3 separate regions of the Sus scrofa genome follow, and regions 1 and 3 are each linked to region 2. The links are chromatin contacts, called in public HiChIP or PLAC-seq maps. All regions are on one chromosome and are shown on one strand. Each heading gives the region's core, a stretch centred on a gene start, on an enhancer-like site or on the middle of the called end of the contact. The rest is flanking DNA. Distances are from core to core; before and after follow the strand shown. Region 1 holds the start of XXYLT1 (xyloside xylosyltransferase 1). Region 2 holds the start of ATP13A3 (probable cation-transporting ATPase 13A3). Region 3 holds the start of ACAP2 (arf-GAP with coiled-coil, ANK repeat and PH domain-containing protein 2).

Region 1 (3,294 bases), core at 281-2,780, 790 kb after region 2:
AGTGGAGAGCCAGGCCCACCACCCAGAAATCGATTCTGTAGTCAACAAACAAGAGACCTGGAGGCCTGCAGGATGCTGGCATCAGCTCCCCTCACCACCCCTCCCCCCACCATCAGGCTCCATCTTTTAAGATCACCTACTATTCCTATTCCAAAATCAGTCCCCTCTGTGCAACCATGAGGTTAAAAGGAGGCAAGCAATTTAACTGAGGCCATTGACACTAAGCTAGGAATCCCCGAGCAGAGCCAGGTGGTGAAGCCAGAGGATGAGGAGGCAGGTTGGTCCAATGACTAGCTCTGCCCTGCTCTCCCCAGATCTTATCTGTACCTCCTGGAGCGTTCTCTTCCTCCCTGGGAAGAACCCTCTGCTTCTCTAAATGAGCTCATGACCCTAGAGGGTGGGGGAGAAGGGACACATAAAGGAGATGAGGTGGTTCACACTGGAGCTTGACCAGTTCCGACTGAGATACCTTGGAGCTATGAGAAATGCCACTGTAACTTCAAGAATTCAAGAGGCCTACGACCCTGTCTATCAGATTCTGCAGCAGAAGAATACTGGTGCTTCAAATGACCTGTTCCATCCTCAAAAGCCAAAGACTGGAGGAGATTAAAAAGAGGGGCAGACTGGAAGGCACTCACCAGTGAACCCTGCAACGCTAGTAAGGAAGGGGCGTGCCGATTCTCAAGGGGGCCACAGTTAAAGGGGGATACCAGGTCAGGGTAGTCAGCTAACGCCGAGGCACCCACCCGGACACGCCCCCGACGATGCCTCCAGTCCACTTCGGGGAGAGGGTGCGAGTTGGCGTTGACAGTAGGCAGCGCAGCGAAGTCGCCTCCCTCCCGACCCCCTGAGCCTGGTGGGGCGCGCGCACTGACAGAGCCACCCGCCCGGAGCCTCCAGCTGAGGCCCCTGCTCACCTTGCACTTGAAGCCGGCGGCGGGCGGCAGCAGCTCTCGCAGCAGGGCCTTGGCCACCTCGCGGCTGGCCTCCTCGCTCACGAAGTGCAGGTTAAGCACCTCATTCGCCTCGAACTTAGCAAGGCGCAGCAGGGAGCGGAGCGCGATGCGAGCCTTGGCCTGCAGCGCGGCATTGTGTTCCGCCTTGGTGAACATCATCAGCAGGTGGTAGTCCACCGGCCCAGCCCCGCCGCTCTCCAGGCTCTTGGCCTTAGCACCCAGGGCTGGCGCCACGGAGCCCCGCGCCACCTCCAGCACCGGCGGCGAGGGCACGGCTGGGGCCCCGGCGCGGGCCTCCTTCAGCCTCTTGGTGGCGCTGGAGAAGGTCTCCCGGCCGGAGCCGAGGTAGTAAAAGGCACAGACCGCAAGCGCCGCGGCCAGGAGCAGCGCACAATAGTGGGAGCGCACAGCGCCCAGGCGTGCCATGGCCCGAGCGCATGGGGGCACGCCTCGGAGGAGACCCATGCGCCACCAGCCCGCCGACACAGAGCAGCCGGGAAACTGCAGCGGAGACCAATACCCCGGCAGCCACTTAGTAGCTCAGTCGGCGGGCGGCAGCCATGGCGGGGGCGGAGCCTTGCTGCCGAGGGCCAATCCACGAGCGCTGATGCTCGAGAGGCGGGGCCAGGGCTGTCCTGCAGCCGCTGGGTCCTAGGCTCGGAAGGATTACAGCCGAGATGTGCCGCGAGTTCACGGGATTCACTCCCGACCCCCGACCCCCATCCCCCAGGTGGTCAGAGGATCTGGTGAGGACCAAGACAGAGAGGCCAGCTGGCTATACCGTCTGTGAAAAATGGCCCTCTTAAGTGCCCAGCCCCAGACGCTAGAAACCAAAGCTAAGCCCTCGGCTACTCAAAAGACTAAATTGGGCAAAAAACATTTTTCTCTTATACCGTTATTCCTCTAATTTCTTGAAGGCCTCAAGTCCTCTCTCTGACTCCTTTCACACCTTGGAGTTTAGCTGGGGCTAAAGAATTTACACTGGCCACTCCTTCCCCATTCTCAGTGAAGGTGGAATGACAACCAAGGTGTAAATCGCCTGCCCACCTCACTTGCAACTCTGAGGCCCACTGGAAGCAATTTAAAGGTGTGGCCACCAGGGGGGCCCAAATGCCCAAAATTTAGAGGAGCCCAGAGCTCTGAAGGGGAGTAATACCAAAGATCGTGATACTCCTTAAACACACACACACACACACACACACACACACACACACACACACACACACAAAACACAAAACAAAAACTTAAACATTTTAAAAAAGACTTAATATGTAACAGGTAATTTTGCAAATTCTTTTTCCTTTTGGCTACACCTGTAGCATGTGGAAGCTCTGGGGCCAGAGATGGAAACAGCAGCACAGCAGTGACCACAGCTTGCAGGAAGGTGGGATCCTTAACCCACTGAGCAAGACCAGAGATCAAACCTGCATCCTCACAGAAACAACATCAAGTCCTTAACCCACTGAACCACAACAGGAACTCCAGGAAATTCCTAACTGAGGCACAGCTGAGGTCACTCGTCCAAGGTCACACAGTGGCAGTTTTGACAGTATAGTTGGACACTGCCAACTACATAAGTAAACATGCACAAGGGTCTGCATGCTTGAAAGAGGTGCAGGTGAAAACACAGGCACACACAAATTCCCTCCGCCCATTTATTGTAACATCCCATTATTTCTCAACTGGGTTCCCAGAACACAATTCATCTCATTTTTAACTCTTGTTCTTTTCAACTGGAGCAACATTTATCTGAATAATACTGGACTTCCGAAGCAGTCTTGGCAACAAACTCAACATACTACTCACCTTGCGGGGCAGAGTGGGGACCGCAATAGCAGAGTGAACTTGCTTGAATAACAGGGTTTTACTTTAGTTCATTTAATCCTCACAACATTAAGAAGCAGTGTTATTTGCACTTGACAATTGAGGAACATGAGATTTAGAGAAACTAACTCCCCAAATGTAGTTGACTAACAAATAATGGAGCCAGGATCCTTACCCAAGTCTTACCATTTCCACGCTAGGGGTCCAATCGGAGCTGTAGCTGCCAGCCTATGTAGCTCCCAGCTATGTAGCTCCACAGCCACAGCAACACCAGATCCAAGCAGAATCTGCGATTTACACCACAGTTCACAGAAACCCCGGATCCTTAACCTACCAGTAAGGCCAAGGATTGAACCCACAACCCCCTGGTTCCTAGTTGGATTTGTTTCCACTGTGCCATGATGGGAACTCCCTAAACACCAAATTCTAAAACGAAGTCTAGAGATCCAACAAGTGCAAAATATAATTTAGCAATCATAGCTTCTCTAGAGTATTTACAATACTAAATCCCAAA
Region 2 (3,108 bases), core at 471-2,970:
TACTTAATATTTGTATTTACTTATAATTGCACTTCTTATAAATTAAAGCAACCAATGTCATCATTATTCCTACCCAATTCCCTGACCTCAAACAGGCTTTGTTGTTCTGATAATGTTCAAAAATCTCACTTAGCTGTTTCAGCCTCACCTGATCTAATGGTGGGTAATACCAAAAACAAGGATAGTAGCTAAAGCAAACTTCCATAACAATTACTAATAGGCCTGCTATTTCAAGCAACTTCCAGGAACTGATTTGCCTTTAAAAAGGGTCACCAGAATGGGATGACCATATACCTTTATTTTGGCAACTATAACCTATTAGGCCAAGCAACAATCCTCCTAAGAGCAAAATACAACACATATTCCAGTGAAACAAAATTAACACATGTGACTTGGTAAAGAGGATGAATTCAAACCAAGGGCAGAGAGCACTTTTAACTAAGTAACTGCCCTTCAAAAGACAATCTCCAATCAGAATACCTTCAATTTAGCAACAAAGCCTTCAGAACAGTGTTCATTCTGCAATGATCTTTAACCTTCCAGCATTTGTTAGATTTCTTAAAAATTCTAACTTCCTGACTCATAGAGCTAAAATAGTCATTACATACACAAATGTTCTACTCATTTAGTTTGGGATCATGTGTAGGAAACACAGGTTTCTGTTTCTAGGTTTACCACTCCATACCCATTCGTTTTGTACTAATATAACCGCTAAATATAGCTCTAAAACACTGATGATTAAAAGTAGTTAATTATGTGAGTGATTCATACCTCCTATGTCCAGACACCAAGATCCAAGGATGTTTCTGTCAGATCTATGGGAAGAGGTAATGATAAACACCTGTCACAAAATCTTTCCAAATGGAGAAGCTCTGAATTACTGTCAACCCCCAATTAGATTCCCTCAGCACCACTCCCCCCACCCCAAAGAGATCACACATCCACCAGAACCGCACTGTGCACATGGTGTGGGGAGAAGGAAAGGGTATAAAGAGAGTGGCCATGAAGTAATGGAAGACAGGGCCTTGGGTTTTTCTAGTTCTATCACAGAGTCAAAGTGAGAGGCCTTAGATAAGTCATAAGTCACTTTTCCTCTCTGGGCCTCACTTAGCTTAATGCGGTAATTGGCAAGGAGCTCTACTACTCCGTGGCTAAGGACGAATTCAAGATTCCTCAGTCAGCACTCGTACAAACCCATCCAAGCTCCCTTCTAATACCTTACCTTCGACCTCACCATCTCCTGAACTTTCTAAAAGGGCTGGACGACCGTCCCACTCCCAAATCCCAACACACACTCGCCTTCTTCCCAAGTGGCGTGACCCAACCAGGCCTTCACACCCACAACGTGGAGCCCTCCTTCTCGCCTCACCTGTCCCAGACAGACATTCCGCAGTCTTAGCGCTCCCCTCCGCACACACGCCTTCCAGGAGAAGTGATGCCCAATTCCGGCCCGAGGAGGCCGACCGAGAGCTCACCTGGTACCCGCCACCCCCGACAATACCATTCACCTCCTCCAACCTCCCCCATCACCTCCACCCACCGGCTACACGCTCCGTTCACCCTGCCTTCCAGCGCCCCGGGGAAGCCGGGACCACTCACCGGGCGCCGCGGCGCTGTCTCCTCGGCGGCCTCCCGGCCGGAGCAGCCAAAGGGCCGCGGGGGCCGGGGCCAGGGCCCGCCGCTGTCGCCGCCGCCGCCTCGCCTCAGCCCAGCCCCATCGCCCTCGGCCAGCGCCGGCGGCCGCGGGTCGCTCGAGCTCGAGGCGCCGCCGCCGCCGCGCGCTGCGGCTCGGGGTTAGGGGAGGGAGGCGCCGCGGCGGGGCCCGGGCCGAGCCGGGGCGCAGGGGCGTCCGCGCTCTCTTCCTCGGCGCGCGCGCGGCTGCGGCGTGCAGCCGGAGCAGGGCGAGAACAAGGGCGGGCGGCAAGGGAAGGCAGGCAGGGGAGGGGGGCGGTCTGCACTCCCAAACGGCCTCTCGCCGCCAGCGACGTAGCGAACCCCCCTCCCCTCCGCTGTGGCGCCTGGATCGCTCTGCCGGGAGAGCCCGCAGGCGGGCGGGGGAGCGCTCACGGGGAGCTCGGGACTCCCGCGCCGGATGTGAGGTCACGTGATTGCCTCATCCAACGCCGAGGGCGGAGGGGCGCAAAGGGGACGTCAGGAGGGGCGGGACCGGTGGGTGGGCGGGCCGAGATTCGGGCCACGCCCACCACCTCCCCTTTAGCTCCCTCACCCCCAGGCGGGAGGAGAAAAGAAAGGGGGAGGGAGGGCACTACAGGGGGGCTCGAGGTTGGGGTGCGGGGTGTTACTAAGCGAGAACGGCATTTTTTTTGGCGGTAGGAGGTGGAATTTACCAACCTGGCCGTGCAAATACCAGCTCACAGTCCAAGTCCGCATTTTATGAAGAGGGAAACTAAGTCCCTGCGAGGGGCCTAACCTAACTTGCCCAGAGTCAAGGTCACGGAGGAACCTTGTACGAAAATGCTAGAGAGGAAGCCAGATTGTGGCTCCCAATCCAGGTCCCTTTCATTCCTTAGTAGTCCCCTCCCCAATCCAAAAAAAAAAAAAAAAAAAAAAAAAACAAGCAAAAAGCTGTAATTCTCTTTTAACCACCGGCTCCGCGCGCCAGGCCTCGGGCGGAGGACTAGTAAGTGTACCCAAGAGAAAGTTCCCACGCTTCCATTCCACCGCTTCTAGCGGTAAGGAGTTCCTTCCGACAGCGCTGGATGTAAATTAAATACTTCCCTCCGCAGAAGATTTATCTCTGAGCAGGGCCCCGGCCGGATGTACAAATCGCGAGTCTGGTTTTCGCGGAGACCCTTCGATGACGCGCCCGCCATCTTTTGGCGCTGAGACTCCCTTGCCCGTGACCTTGGAGCAGGGCCATTTTTTTGTCGTTCACCTTACGGCTAACAGAATTCCTAGCTGCTCAAGCGTAAGAAAGGAGGAGACCACGACCTCTGGTGCACTGCACTTGGGCACGCTTCGCCAGGGGCAGGGAGCATTCAGGCTCTGGTTCATAGCATTTAAAGACACTTCTTGGGGTGAATGGGGGGAGCTACCACCTTTGGTACGCGACACTTGGTGACACCTCATTTGGAGCAGCACACATCC
Region 3 (3,148 bases), core at 649-3,148, 960 kb after region 2:
ATTACTTCCTTGGCCACACAGTCCTGGAATCTAAACTGCAAAGCTGTCCTAAACAATCCATTTGTAACTCCTCTGAGTCCAGTCAAATCACGTCCAACATACAAGTTTTTACAATGCCAACAACAGCAATCAAACCAGGTGCATCTTTTTACAAGCAATAGCCCTAATCTCAAATAATATTAACATTAAAAAACGAAAAACAAAGGCCATTCTCTTAGACATACGAGTTCCTTAGCTTCACAATAGTTTCCTTTTCACAGAAAAGAAAATGGCAAATCAAATTAACAGCGATAACGATGAGAACAGCTAGTTCCCAGGGAGAGGATGCAGGAATTTACTACCGAGGCTTGGCCCAGAGATCAGCGGGCACACACACACACATCAATGTTCAAGGGACGCTTTCAAGACATGTCACAATCTAACGGAAGTTTGAAGGCCTTATTTTTAAGGCCTAAGGACAATCCTACGAAAGCGCTGTAAAAGACAACCTAGTAAAACTCCATTCTCCAAAACAATTCTTGAGTTTCCTACGATGCACGAAACCGAAAGAGCCCGTGCTGTAGACACTCTCACTCAGGACCGCCGCCTCTCAAGGGAGGGAGGCCAGCCCAAGTGAATCAGAGTGCCACCACGTCAGTTTCTGTGACAGATGCACAGGGAGCATCCGAGTGTGATCCCGGCCCTCTCGGGCCGACGCTGCTGGAAGAGGAACAGAAATACAATCTTCAGGGTCCTCCTACTTCCGTTTTCAAAACAGATATGCACTCTTTCTCCTAGTCTTCACCCTTCAGAGCCCAGCACCTCTCGGCAGCGGTGCCACCTTCAAAGAGCTTAAGTGGGAAAAAAAAAAGCCTATAGTCTCGGACCGCGGTCGATAGAATGCCGTTGGTCAAAGCACTCCCACCCTTGGACTCCCGTGCAAATCAACCGCCAGCGCCTTCCTAAGGGTCCCCCAGGCAGGGGACACGCCAGCAGCAGAAGTCGAGGTCCCCAACTGACCCCCACTCCCTACTCCCCGGGGTAAGGGGAGCGGAAAAGCGCAAAGAGGAACTAAGTGAACTGCAGGAGGGTGCCCAGCAAGCTCCCTCAAAGAGGGGTTGGGGTGGGGTGGAAACGAAAAAGGAGCGGAAGGAAGGGGAAAGGATGAGAGGCAAGAGGAAGGGGACGAGAGCGCGCACCAGCAAAGGGCACGAGTCTTCGGGGACGCGGTTGCACCCCAGTTCCTCCGAGGCGGTGCTCTCGGCCTCTCCGGTGCTCCGCCCCGGCCAGAGGGCGAGGAAGGGGGATAAAGAGGAGACGTCCCCCTCCTGGACCAGCCTCGCCCCTTGCTAAGGGACTGTCGGGGCTGTAGTGCCGCCGCCGCACACCGCCCCCCCCACACACACACACACAAACCAGGATCGGGAGCGGCCGCAACGGCCGGCCGCCCCGTCGGAGGGCGCGGACTGAATGGCCCCACTGAGCGTTTCGCGGGTCGGCTTTCACGCCCCCACCGCTGGGGAAGGCAGCTCCGGGTGACGTCGGCCCAGAGCTGGGCGGCCGCGCTGGTTACCTGAAGCGGGGAGAGTCCTTCAGACACTCCTCGAAATCCACAGTCATCTTCATCCTGCCTCCGCCTCGCCTAGCCTTGGAAGAGCCGAGGGAGCCGCCGGAGCGGCCGCACTGGGGACCCAGACGGCGACGGCGAGCGCACGGCCGCGACTAGCGCTGCGCGGAACTGCGGAGGGCGCCTAGTCCGCTGATCATAGCAGCCGCGAAAACGGCGGCTTCAGCGAAGGCTCTTCAGGCCCCAGTCCGGCCCCTCTTCCTCCCGCCCCCAGCAGAGCCCGGTCTTCAGGGAAACCGCCTGGGAGTGACAGCCTCCGCCAGCCAGCCACGAACAGGCGGCCAGTAGGCGGGGCTTCCGGTAGCACCGCCTGCGGGCGCTCGGGCAACGCGCCTGAGCGACGGCAACGCGAGCCAATGAGCAGCGCGACCGTGGGAGCCTTCTGGCCACTTACGTCCCGGAGGGCCAGGCGTCGTTAGGCGGGACGCACCGGTTGCTGGGAGGCCGGCGGCTGAGGCTCCTAGGGAAGGAAGTCACGTGGCTGCGCGCCGAGCTTCCCCCGGAGCCCCCGCCTCTTCTCCAGCTTTTCCAGCCCCGCCCTGCTGAGCTGCTGACGCGGAGGGGCCGCCTCCTGCAGGTCTGAGGAAGGAGAGTCGCTTTTTAAGGCAGCTTTGGCAGAAATCTGAAAAGGTTAAGAGTATAAATTATAAAAGGAAGAGGTTGGCTGGGCCACTACTTCCTGTCACTTTAGAGAAACTGAGGCCAGGAGAGGCGCGAGGGTAACTCCCTCGGTAAAATACATCTCTCACTTACTGGCTTCATCACTTAATAATTTGGAAGTATCACCCATGTATATATTTTCATATAATCAGAGACTACTTTTGAAGGTTCTGGTTATTTGGAGTAGTCATGAAAAGATCAGAAGGATTTAGACAGGTATGAAAGGTAGGGCGTTTCGTGTGGAGGAACCACTTTCAAAACCACAGAAGACATTCCTCCTTACTGACGCCTTTCTCAGTAGCCTTTGCCAGTTCCAAGATGATAGGGTTGTGAGAATTGCAGACTCACTTACTCCAACCTGCAGCACCTGCCCTCTGATCCACGATTTTTCTACGAGCCACTGCTAGAAAAATCAGATATTCATCATCTGATCCTAACAATAATCCCACAACCTCATACTTCTGATTCTTAGATGTCATCAATTTTAAGAAGTACCATGGAGATATTTTCTTTAAGTATATACTTTTAAACCCAACCTAAAAAGCATATCCATAAATATACACAGGGAGGGTGCTCAAACAGCATAGTGGCTCTGGAGGTAGACTTCCTGGATTTGTCTGCTAGCTTTTCCACTGCAAAATGAAGGTAATACCACGAATCTCATAGAGTTGTCCTGAGGCCGAATAGATATAAACACTAAAGGCACAGTGCCACATAGTAATCATTCAGTAAATGTTGGCTGTTATCATAATTGGACCACTTTCTTCTTCAGTACAATAACCAAAGGTTAAGTCTTCTCACTTCCACTGCCTGAAGTCATATATTATATAACGCTTTTGACAATGTGGCTAAGTATTGCATGATGGCATGCTCTTTTCAAAA

What was found. HiChIP or PLAC-seq counts read pairs in DNA pulled down with a chosen protein or histone mark.
Region 1: a contact with region 2 is called in an H3K27ac HiChIP or PLAC-seq map of alveolar macrophages. The contact joins the promoter of XXYLT1 here to the promoter of ATP13A3 in region 2. A contact is called at or near these places in 2 of 47 Hi-C or Micro-C datasets (mesenteric adipose tissue and subcutaneous adipose tissue) and 1 of 2 datasets of contacts at active chromatin or transcription factors (alveolar macrophages).
Region 3: an H3K27ac HiChIP or PLAC-seq map of alveolar macrophages shows a contact between it and region 2. The contact joins the promoter of ACAP2 here to the promoter of ATP13A3 in region 2. A contact is called at or near these places in 2 of 47 Hi-C or Micro-C datasets (liver and retroperitoneal adipose tissue) and 1 of 2 datasets of contacts at active chromatin or transcription factors (alveolar macrophages).

Annotation. Positions count from the first base shown.
Region 1 is chr13:132,268,456-132,271,749 of Sscrofa11.1, forward strand. XXYLT1 (xyloside xylosyltransferase 1) reads right to left here and starts at 1,531. Exons shown (of 4, transcript XM_021070076.1): 1 at 918-1,531. The coding sequence starts at 1,421.
Region 2 is chr13:131,474,385-131,477,492 of Sscrofa11.1, forward strand. ATP13A3 (probable cation-transporting ATPase 13A3) reads right to left here and starts at 1,721. Exons shown (of 34, transcript XM_021070069.1): 1 at 1,600-1,721; 2 at 772-815.
Region 3 is chr13:132,429,544-132,432,691 of Sscrofa11.1, forward strand. ACAP2 (arf-GAP with coiled-coil, ANK repeat and PH domain-containing protein 2) reads right to left here and starts at 1,899. Exons shown (of 25, transcript XR_002337844.1): 1 at 1,553-1,899.